2 separate regions of the Macaca mulatta genome follow, and region 1 is linked to region 2. A link is a contact called in public Hi-C data. All regions are on one chromosome and are shown on one strand. Each heading gives the region's core, a stretch centred on a gene start, on an enhancer-like site or on the middle of the called end of the contact. The rest is flanking DNA. Distances are from core to core; before and after follow the strand shown. Region 1 has its middle 13 kb from the start of PRKAG3. Region 2 overlaps TTLL4 (tubulin tyrosine ligase like 4).

The links. A called contact is a pair of places that touch in the nucleus more often than the background predicts.
Region 1: a Hi-C map of blood shows a contact between it and region 2, with 6 times the contacts expected there. The contact joins two enhancer-like sites. A contact is called at or near these places in 9 of 14 Hi-C or Micro-C datasets (CD4 T cells, blood, cortical neurons and 5 more).

What each region holds. Positions count from the first base shown.
Region 1 is chr12:124,087,010-124,092,101 of T2T-MMU8v2.0, reverse strand. No RefSeq gene overlaps it. Among named protein-coding and RNA genes, the nearest start is that of PRKAG3, 13 kb to the right of the region's middle. Within about 2 kb of position 1,506, at least 3 of the 40 cell types and tissues checked have an H3K27ac peak or open chromatin away from gene starts, as enhancers often do.
Region 2 is chr12:123,968,956-123,974,404 of T2T-MMU8v2.0, reverse strand. It overlaps TTLL4 (tubulin tyrosine ligase like 4), which reads right to left. Exons shown (of 20, transcript XM_077957616.1): 2 at 2,667-2,757. Among named protein-coding and RNA genes, the nearest start is that of TTLL4, 21 kb to the right of the region's middle. Within about 2 kb of position 1,519, at least 4 of the 40 cell types and tissues checked have an H3K27ac peak or open chromatin away from gene starts, as enhancers often do.

The DNA.
Region 1 (5,092 bases), core at 257-2,756, 120 kb before region 2:
TCAAAAAATAAAATAGGGCCAGGTGCGGTGGCTCAGGCCTGTAATCCCAACATTTTGGGAGGCTGGGGCAGGTGGATCACCTGAGGTCAGGAGTTGGAGACCAACCTGATCAACATGGTGAAATCCTATCTCTACTAAAAATGCAAAAATTAGCCAGCTGTGGTGGCACACGCCTGTAATCCCAGCTACTCAGGAGGCTGAGATAGGAGAATCTCCAGAACCCAGGAAGTGGAGGTTGCAGTGAGCCGTGATCACACATTGCGCTCCAGCCTGGGCAACAAGAATGAAACTCTGTCTCGGGAAAAAAAAAAAAAAAATAGCTGGGTGTGGTCGTGGGCACTTGTAGTTCCAGCTACTCAGAAGGCTGAGATAGGAGAATCGCTTGAACCTGGGAGGCGGAGGTTGCAGGGAACCGAGACTGCGCCATTGCACTCCAGCCTGAGTGATAGAGTGAGACTCCGTCTCAAAAAATAAATAAATAAATAAATAATAAAATAAAATAAAATAATTATAGTAGTGCAGGTGGTACACAGATATGGTAAAAATACATAAAAGTGCCTACAAATAATGGCATTTGGGGACACGCAGCCTATGCCGAGGGCATTATTAAACCCATCCATGTGCAGAGGGGAGGAATGAAGCATCCCAGAGGGGGCAGCAGGGCCCACTGCTTCTGAGCACAGCAAAGGACGAGCTCAGCTGAGCATTTGCTTCTCCAGTCCAGGGGTTTCCGCCTGATTAGCTAGAAAGGCATACCGCCCCAGTGGATGACAACTCTGTGCCTTCTCCATTCCTTCCAACAATGGTGTGCTGGAAACAGTGCTGGATGAAGGGTCAGAAGGTCCAAATCCTGATCCTAGGAGATTATTTGAGTGGTTGCTGTTGTTGCTATTGTTGTTGTTGTTTGAGACAGGGTCTTACTCTGTCGCTCAGGTTGGAGTACAGTAGTGCTATCCCGGCTGACTGCGACCTCCACCTCCTGGGCCCAGGTCATCCTCCCATCTCAGCCTTCCGACTAGCTGGGGCTACAGGCGCGCTTATTTATTTATTTATTTATTTAAGAGATGGGATTTCGCTATGTTGCCCAGGCTGGTCACGAACTCCTGAGCTCGAGGGATCCGCCTGACTAGGCCTCCCAAAGTGCTGGGATTACAGGCGTGAGCCACTGCTCCCGGCCTGCTTTGATTTCTTGACCAAATCACTTCCCCACTTGCTGTCTCAGTTTCCCCATATGGCAGTGAGGAGCGGGAATCGTTGCATGTAGTTCCGACCATCTTTTAAGGATTGCCGTGAATCATCAAGCCAGCAGAGGGCGCCAGAGCCTAAGGAGCAGATTTGAGTCACTCTTCAGACCTTCCAGCGGAGGGCAGAAAAGAGCTGCGATGAGACAGGAAAATTGAGCATCAGACTGAGATTCCCTAGGGCCTGACTGGAGGTACAGCGCTGCTCAGAAGAGCTGGGCTTGGGGACAGGGCAAGGAGCCGGGTCCCAGGCCTCGTTTAGGGCAAAGCATTTTATCTCTCTGGGCTAGTAGCAATTAGAGCCCAAACCCTTGGTATTTAAAAAGTAACATTCCATTCCAGCACCACCTTCCCTCGGAGACTCCAGGGTGCGGGGGAGGGGCGTCTGGGGGTAGGGGAGTGGGGGGAGAGCTTAAGATGAGACTTTGCCTTTCACTCTCTTTCTGCTTACAAAGGTGTTTTAAAATGTCTCTTGGGGAAAAGACGTCTGGCATCATGCAAAACTATCGAATTTTACAAAAGACACAAATGCGTCATTTTTACTTCTAAGTTCAAAATGAATTTGTAATTTTACAATGTTTAAACAACACTGACTGTTAGGGCATTATTGGTAATAGCAAAACAAACATTTATTTTTTCGAAAAACTAGAGGCAACCTGAATGCCCATCAATAGATAAATAATTACACATATTATAGCAAATACTGAAAATTGGTACACATAATGACACGGTCAAGACATACTGTTAATGAGGAAACACGAACAGCTCATCCAGGATAAATCATATAAATAGGTGCTTTTCTGGAAGAAAATATAAGAAACGTACAGATTACCCTGGAACTCTGAGAAAGTGGAGATTTACTCTTCAATTTTACACTTCTCTACATTGATTTGGAATGTTCTAATAATGTACTGTTACTTTTGAAAGGTGGAAAAGAATGATCTGGTGGAAAGATTGTGGACCACATTTTCCTTATGCTCAATTTTTTTTTTTTTTTTTTTTTTTTTTTTTTTTTTTTTAGACGGAGTCTTGCTCTGTTGCCCAGGCTGGAGTGCAGTGGCGCGATCTCGGCTCACTGCCAGTTCCACCTCCTGGGTTCACGCCATTCTCCTGCCTCAGCCTACCGAGTAGCTGGAGCTACAGGCGCCCGCCACCATGCCCGGCTAATTTTTTGCATTTTTAGTAAAGACGGGGTTTCACCGTGTTAGCCAGGATGGTCTCGATCGCCTGACTTCGTGATTCACCTGCCTCGGCCTCCGAAAGTCCTGGGATTAAAGGCGTGAGCCACCCCGCCCGGCCAAAAATTTTTTTAACAATAATATTTTATTGTTTTAAATAGGTAATAGATTATAAAGTTCAACAAATCATGGCAATATAACCAAACATAGACGGAGAAATCTTGTTCCCACCGTCACCCCCATCCACTCCACTCTTTCCAGCCCTCTCCCCCCGCACCTCCTGTTAGATCCTGTGGGTAAGCACTTTTATTGTTCACGTATCCTTTCAGCGTTTCTTTATGCAGAATTTAGCAAATACAAATGTCTTTTCTGGTTCCCCCCCAACCTTTTTTTTTTTTTTTTTTTGAGACAAGGTCTCGCTCTGTCACCCAGGCTGGAGTGCAGTGGCGTGATCTCGGCTCACTGCAATCTCCACCTCCCGGGCTCAAGCGATCCTCCCACCTCAGCTTCCCGAGTCGCTGGGACTACAGATGCACACCACCATGCCTGGCTAATTTTTGTAATTTTAGTAGAGATGGGTTTTCACCATAATGCCCAGGTTGGTTGTGAACTCCCGAGCTCAAACAATTCACCCACCTCAGCCTTCCAAGGTGCTGAGATTATAGGCGTGAGCCACCGCGGCTGGCTCTTTTTTTTTTTTTTTTTTTTTTTTTAACTTTTATGGTACATCCACAGGTAAAGTGCAAGTTTGTTACATAGGTAAACTTGTATCATGGGGGTTTATTGTATAGATTTTTTCATAACCCAGATACTAAGCCTAGTACCCATTAGTTATTTTTCCTGATCCTCTCCCTCCTCCCACCCTCCACCCTCTGATAGGCCCCAGTGTATGTTGTTCCCCTCTATGAGTCCATGTGTTCTCATCATTTATCTCCCACTTATAAGTAAGAACATGTGGTATTTGGTTTCCTGTTGCTGCATTAGTCTGCTAAAGATAATGGCCTCCAGCTCCATCCATGTTCCTGAAAAGGACATGATCTCATTCTTTTTTATGGCTGCATAGTATTCCATGGTGTATATGTCCCACATTTTCTTTATCCAGTCTATCACTGATGGTCATTTAGGTTGATTCTATGTCTTTGCTATTGTGACTAGTGCCTCAATGAACATATGAGTGTGTGTGTTACATTGCTTTGGGTTTATAAAGCCAGGAACGGGATTGCTGGGTTGAATGATGGTTCTGTTTTTAGGTCTTTGAGGAATGGCCAAACTGTTTTCCACAATGGTTGAACTAATTTACACACCCACCAGCAGTATATAAGCGTTCTGCCTGCCCTTTTTTCTTTTTTTCTTTTGAGACCGAGTCTAGCTCTGTTGCCCAGGCTGGAGTGCAGTGGCGCAATCTCGGCTCACTGCAACCTCTACCTCCCAGGTTCACGCGATTCTCCTGCCTCAGCCTCCTGAGTAGCTGGGATTACAGGCACACGCCACCATGCCCGGCTACTTTTTGTATTTTTAGTAGAGACCGGGTTTCACCATGTTGGTCAGGCTGATCTTGAACTCCTAACCTCGTGATCCGCCCGCCTCTGCTTCCCAAAGTGCTAGGATTACAGGTGTGAGCCACCGCGCCCAGCCACACCCACCCTTTCTTATACAAATGTAGCATACTCTGTTACTGCTCCGCACCTTACTTTTCCCACCTAACACTATGTCCTGGATATCTTTTTTTTTTTTTTTTTTTTTTTTTTTTTTTTTTTTTTGAGACGGAGTCTCGCTCTGTCGCCCAAGCTGGAGTGCAGTGGCCGGATCTCAGCTCACTGCAAGCTCCGCCGCCCAAGTTTACGCCATTCTCCTGCCTCAGCCTCCCGAGTAGCTGGGACTACAGGCGCCCGCCACCTCGCCCGGCTAGTTTTTTGTATTTTTTAGTAGAGACGGGGTTTCACCGTGTTAGCCAGGATGGTCTTGATCTCCTGACCTCGTGATCCACCCGTCTCGGCCTCCCAAAGTGCTGGGCTGGATATCTTTCTATCTTACTAAAGAAACATCTTTTTCCATTTCCCTCTTTTCTAATGTAATTATTTCATGCTATAAATTACCCTCCTAGTAATGCTTTAGCCATGTCCCGTAGATTTTGGTATGTTATGTTTTCATTTAATTCAGTTCAATGTAGTTTTTATTTCCCTTGAGTCTTAACCCATGGATTATATAGAAGCATGTTGTTTAGTTATCAAGTGTTTGGAGATTTTCTTGCTATCTTTTTGTTAGCGGTTCCTAGTTTGATTCCACTGCAGTCAGAGGATCTACTTATATGATTTCAATTATTTTAAATTTGTTGAGGTTTGTCTTATGCCCCAGGATATGGTGTATCTGATAAATATTTTGTAGACATTTGAAAAGAATGTATGTTTGCTGTTGTTGGGTACCATGTTCTGTTGGTGTTGATTAGCTCCAGTTAGTCGATGGTGCTAGAGTTTTTCTATATTGTTCTATTTCTCTCTATTTATTCTATCAACTGTTGATGAAGGGGTGTTGGAGTCTCCAGCTAGAATTGTGGATTTGTCTACTTCTCTTTCCAGTTTGATCAGTTTTTGCTTCACATGCTTTGCAGCTCTGCTGTTTTATGTATACACATTTAGAGTTGTTGTGTCTTCTTGATACATTGAATTGCTATGT
Region 2 (5,449 bases), core at 270-2,769:
GACTCAAGGGCCAACAAGCAGGTGAGAGGACGTTTCTGTAACTCTCTTTCTGGGAAATACTTCCAAAGCTAGTTAAGAGATACCCAGGGTTGGATAAGATGGCTGTGTTAGGAATTGCCAAGCAAAGACAAATTTGTTGCATCTGCAGAGAGTAACTTCAAGAATGCCAAGTAAACAGTATCACTCACAACAGTATCAAATACAAATGCTGCAACCTAGTTTCAGTGTTTGAGGTTCAGTAGTGTCACTTTAAGACAAGGAAATGATGGTTGCTAAAAACAACTTCCTTCCTTCTCTTTATAGAGATTCTTAATGAGATCAAAACCTCAAATGGTTGGGAAGCAGAGGCCTAACTAAAGCATTCAGGCAGCCTGGGTCCCAGACCCCCAATCACTGCCACAGGTCATCTTTTCCAGTATCCTGCCCACTGCTTTAAAGGAATGCAAGTGACAAACTTTAAAAAGCTTCTGAAGGCCCAAAGTCTAAGAAGTGAAGGAAGTTGGCCGGGCACGGTGGCTCAAGCCTGTAATCCCAGCACTTTGGGAGGCCGAGATGGGCGGATCACGAGGTCAGGAGATCAGGACCATCCTGGCTAACAAAGTGTAACCCCGTCTCTACTAAAAAATACCAAAAAATAAAAATAAAAACTAGCTGGGCGAGGTGGCGGGCGCCTGTAGTCCCAGCTACTTGGGAGGCTGAGGCAGGAGAATGGCGTAAACCCGGGAGACGGAGCTTGCAGTGAGCTGAGATCCGGCCACTGCACTCCAGCCTGCACGACAGAGTGAGACTCCGTCTCAAAAAAAAAAAAAAAAAGAAGTGAAGGAAGTGAGAACCTTGTTTCAAAAGCTAACATAGTGAGTTCTGCCATAAAGCCAAAGTCCAGAGAGGCAAATAATGTCTGGCACCCAGACCCTACCGACAGAACATACTTAGAGGGCAATTTTCAGCAAAGTCATCAAACCTATTCCCTGTGATATACTCTGGGCTCCTAAGATGACGTCTGGGAGACCTTTCTGCCAGTGTCCCTTATATTTCTAAGTGTTCTGTGATAATGCACACTTTGTGTATATATGCGCCTCTAGGGTCCAAAAAGCAGACTGCTCATCTCCCAGGAAGTATTTTAGGAAGAAACATCAAAAGAAAGATAACAGGAGAAAAGGTATTTATATATGTAGAAACCTATGTACTGGCTACTAATGGAAGCCCATTTCAAAAACTCCCAACTTAAACAAAGCTAAACTTATAAAGAGTAATTGCTGACTACGTAAATTACAAAGGATTAACTACATATTTATACTACTTAAAGATAACTCAAGGCATTCATCCTTACTCTCTGTTACTAAGTCCAAAGGATCCACCATCAGCTGACCCTCCAATCAGCAGCTTGCAAGGAACTTACTTTAGGGGCCAATAAATTGACCTCACCTGAAAAATAATATTTTGAATAATCTAACATTTTATGGAGCAATGATCTAATGTGTTTCTTGTTCCTACACATGATCCCTAGGGAGCAGGAGGGCTTAACGGGCAAACAGCTTATAAACACTAAGCTATAGCCGGCAGAGTTCAACTTTAGAAGAAAACAAGCCTATTTCTGTAGCTAAGTTCCTCAATCTAGGTCCTCCTCACAGTCAGGCTACATGAGCAGCTACCACCTCGTGGTGACTCATGACAATCAGAGCACAGATCAGTAGTGAATCACATGCAACTCTGAAACAGAATAGCTGGAAGGTTGGGGGAAAGACAAGAGAGAGGAAGTACCACACCCCCATTGAGTAGTTGTGGGAGGTGAAGTTACAAATTCACATAAAGCACATAAAAAGCACAGGGGCTCCCAGTAAACATTTGCAGCATGGTAGTTACAACTCTCATTCTCACTGGCTCCAAATGATCTATCTCCCCTCTGCCCCTTCATAAGCTGTGATGAAGGTGGAAAAATACAAGGAATAGGCAACAATTATTCCACTACAAAACTTCAGCTAGGACAGGTAATGTTCTTTTGTAAAAGATAACTGTCTTGCTATTTGGGAGCTTTTGTGATTTTTTTTTTTTTTTTTAAACAGTCTCACTCTGTTGCCCAGGCTGGAGTGTAGTGGTGCAATCTCGGCTCACTGCAACCTCCACCTCCTAGGTTCAAGCAATTCTCCTGCCTCAGCCTTCCAAGTAGCTGGGATTACAGACACCCGCCACCACGCCTGGCTAATTTTTGTATTTTTAGTAGAGACGGGGTTTCACTATGTTGACTAGGCTGGTCTTGAACTCCTGACCTCAAGTGATCCACCCACCTCAGCCTCCCAAAGTGCTGGGATTACAGGTGTGAGCCAACATGCCCAGCTGATTTCTTTTTTTTTTTTTTTTGGACAAGGTCTCCCTCTGTCACCAAGGCTGGAGTGCAGTGGTGCAGTCATAACTTACTGCAGCCTAGGACTCCTGGGCTCAAACAACCTGCCCACCTCAGTCTCCTGAGTAGCTAGGACTACAGGTGCACATCACCATGCCTAGCTATTTTTTACTTTATTTTATTTTTATAGCAATAGAGTTCCACTATGTTGCCCAGGCTGGTCTCAAACTCCTGTCCTCAAATGATCCTCCTGCCTTAGCCTCCCAAAGTTCTGGGATTATAGGCATGAGCCACCACACCCAGCAGAAACTATTTTAAATGTTACCTGTTAATAAAAGCAGCCAGAGCTCCTTGAAAAATGGCTGATTACAGGGTTAGGGCAGGGAGAGCAGGAGACGGGCCTGGAATATTTTGTGCTGCCAAAAAGTAAGGAAGTGGTCAAAATTTGATAGAGACATGTCAAAAGACCATAGATACAGGTAACATCATACTTAATAGTGAATTATGAGATGCTTTTCCTCTAGGATTAGGAATAAAATAAGACAAAGGATGTCTACTCTCTCCATTTCTTTTTTATTTTATTTATTTATTTACTTTGACATGGTGTCTCGCTCTGTTGTCCAGGCTGGAGTGCAGTGGCACAATCTCAGCTCACTGCAACCTCCGCCTCCCGGGTTCAAGTGGTTCTTCTGCCTCAGCCTCCCGAGTAGCTGGGACTACACGCATGTGCCACCATACCCAGCTAATTTTTTTTTCTTTCTTTCTTTCTTTTTTTTTTTTTTTGTATTTTTAGTAGAGACGGGGTTTCACCATATTGGCCAGGCTGGTCCTGAACTCCTGACCTCGTGATCTGCCCGCCTCGGCCTCCCAAAGTGCTGGAATTACAGGCATGAGCCACCATGCCCGGCCTCCATTTCTATTAGACCCTATACTAGAACTTCTAAGCAGTGTGACATGGCAAGAAAAAGAAATCAAAGATATACAGATTGGAAAGGAAGAAGTAAAACTGTCATTATTTGTAGGACATATGATCTTGTACATAGAAAATCCTGGCTGGGCACACTGGCTCACACCTGTAATCCCAATACTTTGGGAAGATGAAATAGAAGGATCACTTAAGACCATGAGTTTGAGAACAGCGTGAACAATATAGGGAGACATCATCTCTACAAAAAATTTTAAAAATTAGCATAAGCCTATAGCCCCAGCTACTTAGGAGGTTGAAGTGGGAGGATCACTTGAGCCTGGGAGGTTGAGGCTGCAATGAGCCATGATTGCACCACTGCACTTCAGCCTGGGTGATAGAATAAGACCCTGTCTTAAAAAAAAAAAAAAAAGAGAGAGAGAAAATCCTAAAACATTTACCAAATAAAAAATCCTACTAGAACTAATAACCAAGTTTAGTAAGGTCACATAATACACCATCAATATACGAACATCAGTTTTAGTTCTACATACTAGCAACAAACAAACAACATGTAAAAATGAAATACACAATTCCATTCACAACAGGATCAAAAAGAGTAAAGTATCTAAGAATAGGGACTTCTGGTTCCAAAATGGCAGTATAGAAGCAAGCTGGCTTCACTTTCCCTCACAGAAAACCAAACACAAATACACAGCACCAAGATTATCACCAGCAAAATCCCAGAACTCAAATATGAAGAGGAGACAGTTCCTGGGACCACAGAGAAGGGAAAAAATTCTGACAAAGTGGTAAGAAAACTGAACTTCCACATCTGCAGCATCCCCTCCCTCAATCTTCCTGGTACCAAGGACATAGAAAACCTGCCCCCAACTCACAATTTCTAAACTGGAAAAAGTGAGATTGAGATAGACAACCAGGTTGGGTGCACTGGCTCACGCCTATAATCCCAGCACTTTGGAAGGCTGAGGCGGGCAGATTACCTGAGGCCAGGAGTTTGAGACCAGCCTGGCGAACATGGCAAAACCCCATCTCTACTAAAAATACAAAAAATTAGCCGGGCATGGTGGCAGGCACCCATAATCCCAGCTACTCGGGAGGCTGAGGCAGGAGCATGGCTTGAACCTGGGAGGTGGAGGCTACAGTGAGCCAAGATCATGCCATTGCATTCCAGCCTGGGCAACAAGAACAAAACTATGTCCCCCGCCGCCAAAAAAACAACAGACCACCAGCTTCCCTGTCCATGCCTCAACCTACAGAAAGCATCAAGAGTGCCTAAAGAGAGAGAAATATCCCTGAAGACAGCCAGAAACAAAGCAAGGAGGTAGGACTATCATACTCAGTCCTGGACTCTGCTCTGTAACTCAGCCAAAGGAGACACCAAATCAGAGTGGCTGTGCAGCAACACTACTCTCTATAGGAGGTATGTTCTACAGGTCACCTGGGCACAAACCCCTAGCTGGCCTTCCCACATTGCCAGGATATTCCTTTTGGGACCTCCTCCAATTGGGAAGGGCAGTGTTCCAAAGCAGGGGTCCCCAACTCCTGGGCCACGGACTGCTACTGGTCCACGGCCTGTTAGGAAACCAGGCCACATAGCAGGAGCTGAGCATTGGGCAAGCAGCATTACCATGTAGGCAAGTATTACTGCCTGAGATCCACCTCCTGTAGGCTCAGCGGCAGCATTAGATTCTCATAGGAGCGCTCACCCTATTATGAACTGCCCATGTAAAGGATCTAGGTTGCGTGCTGCTTATGAGAATCTAATGCCTGATGATCTGTCACTGTTTCCCATCATCCCCAGATGGGACCACCTAGTTGCAGGAAAACAAGCCCCAGGGCTCCCACTGAGTCTATATTATGGTGAGTTGTATTATTATTTCATTATATATTACAATGTATTAACAGAAATAAAGTGTACAAAAAAATTTAATGTGCTTGAATCATCCCAAAGCCACCTCCCCACCCACCCACCCCAGTCAGTGGAAAAACTGTCTTCCACAAAACTGGTCTCTGGTGCAAAAAAGGTTGGGGACCACTGCTCTAAAGCCAAGACAAACCTGGGGCCAAGATGCCATCTAGTGTTGAAAAAGAGGTAATGACCTAGTGATTTAACAAAAAAGATAGTCAACAGGTTAAGTTACAAAAAAATCTCTAAACAAACATATCCAATAACAACCGAA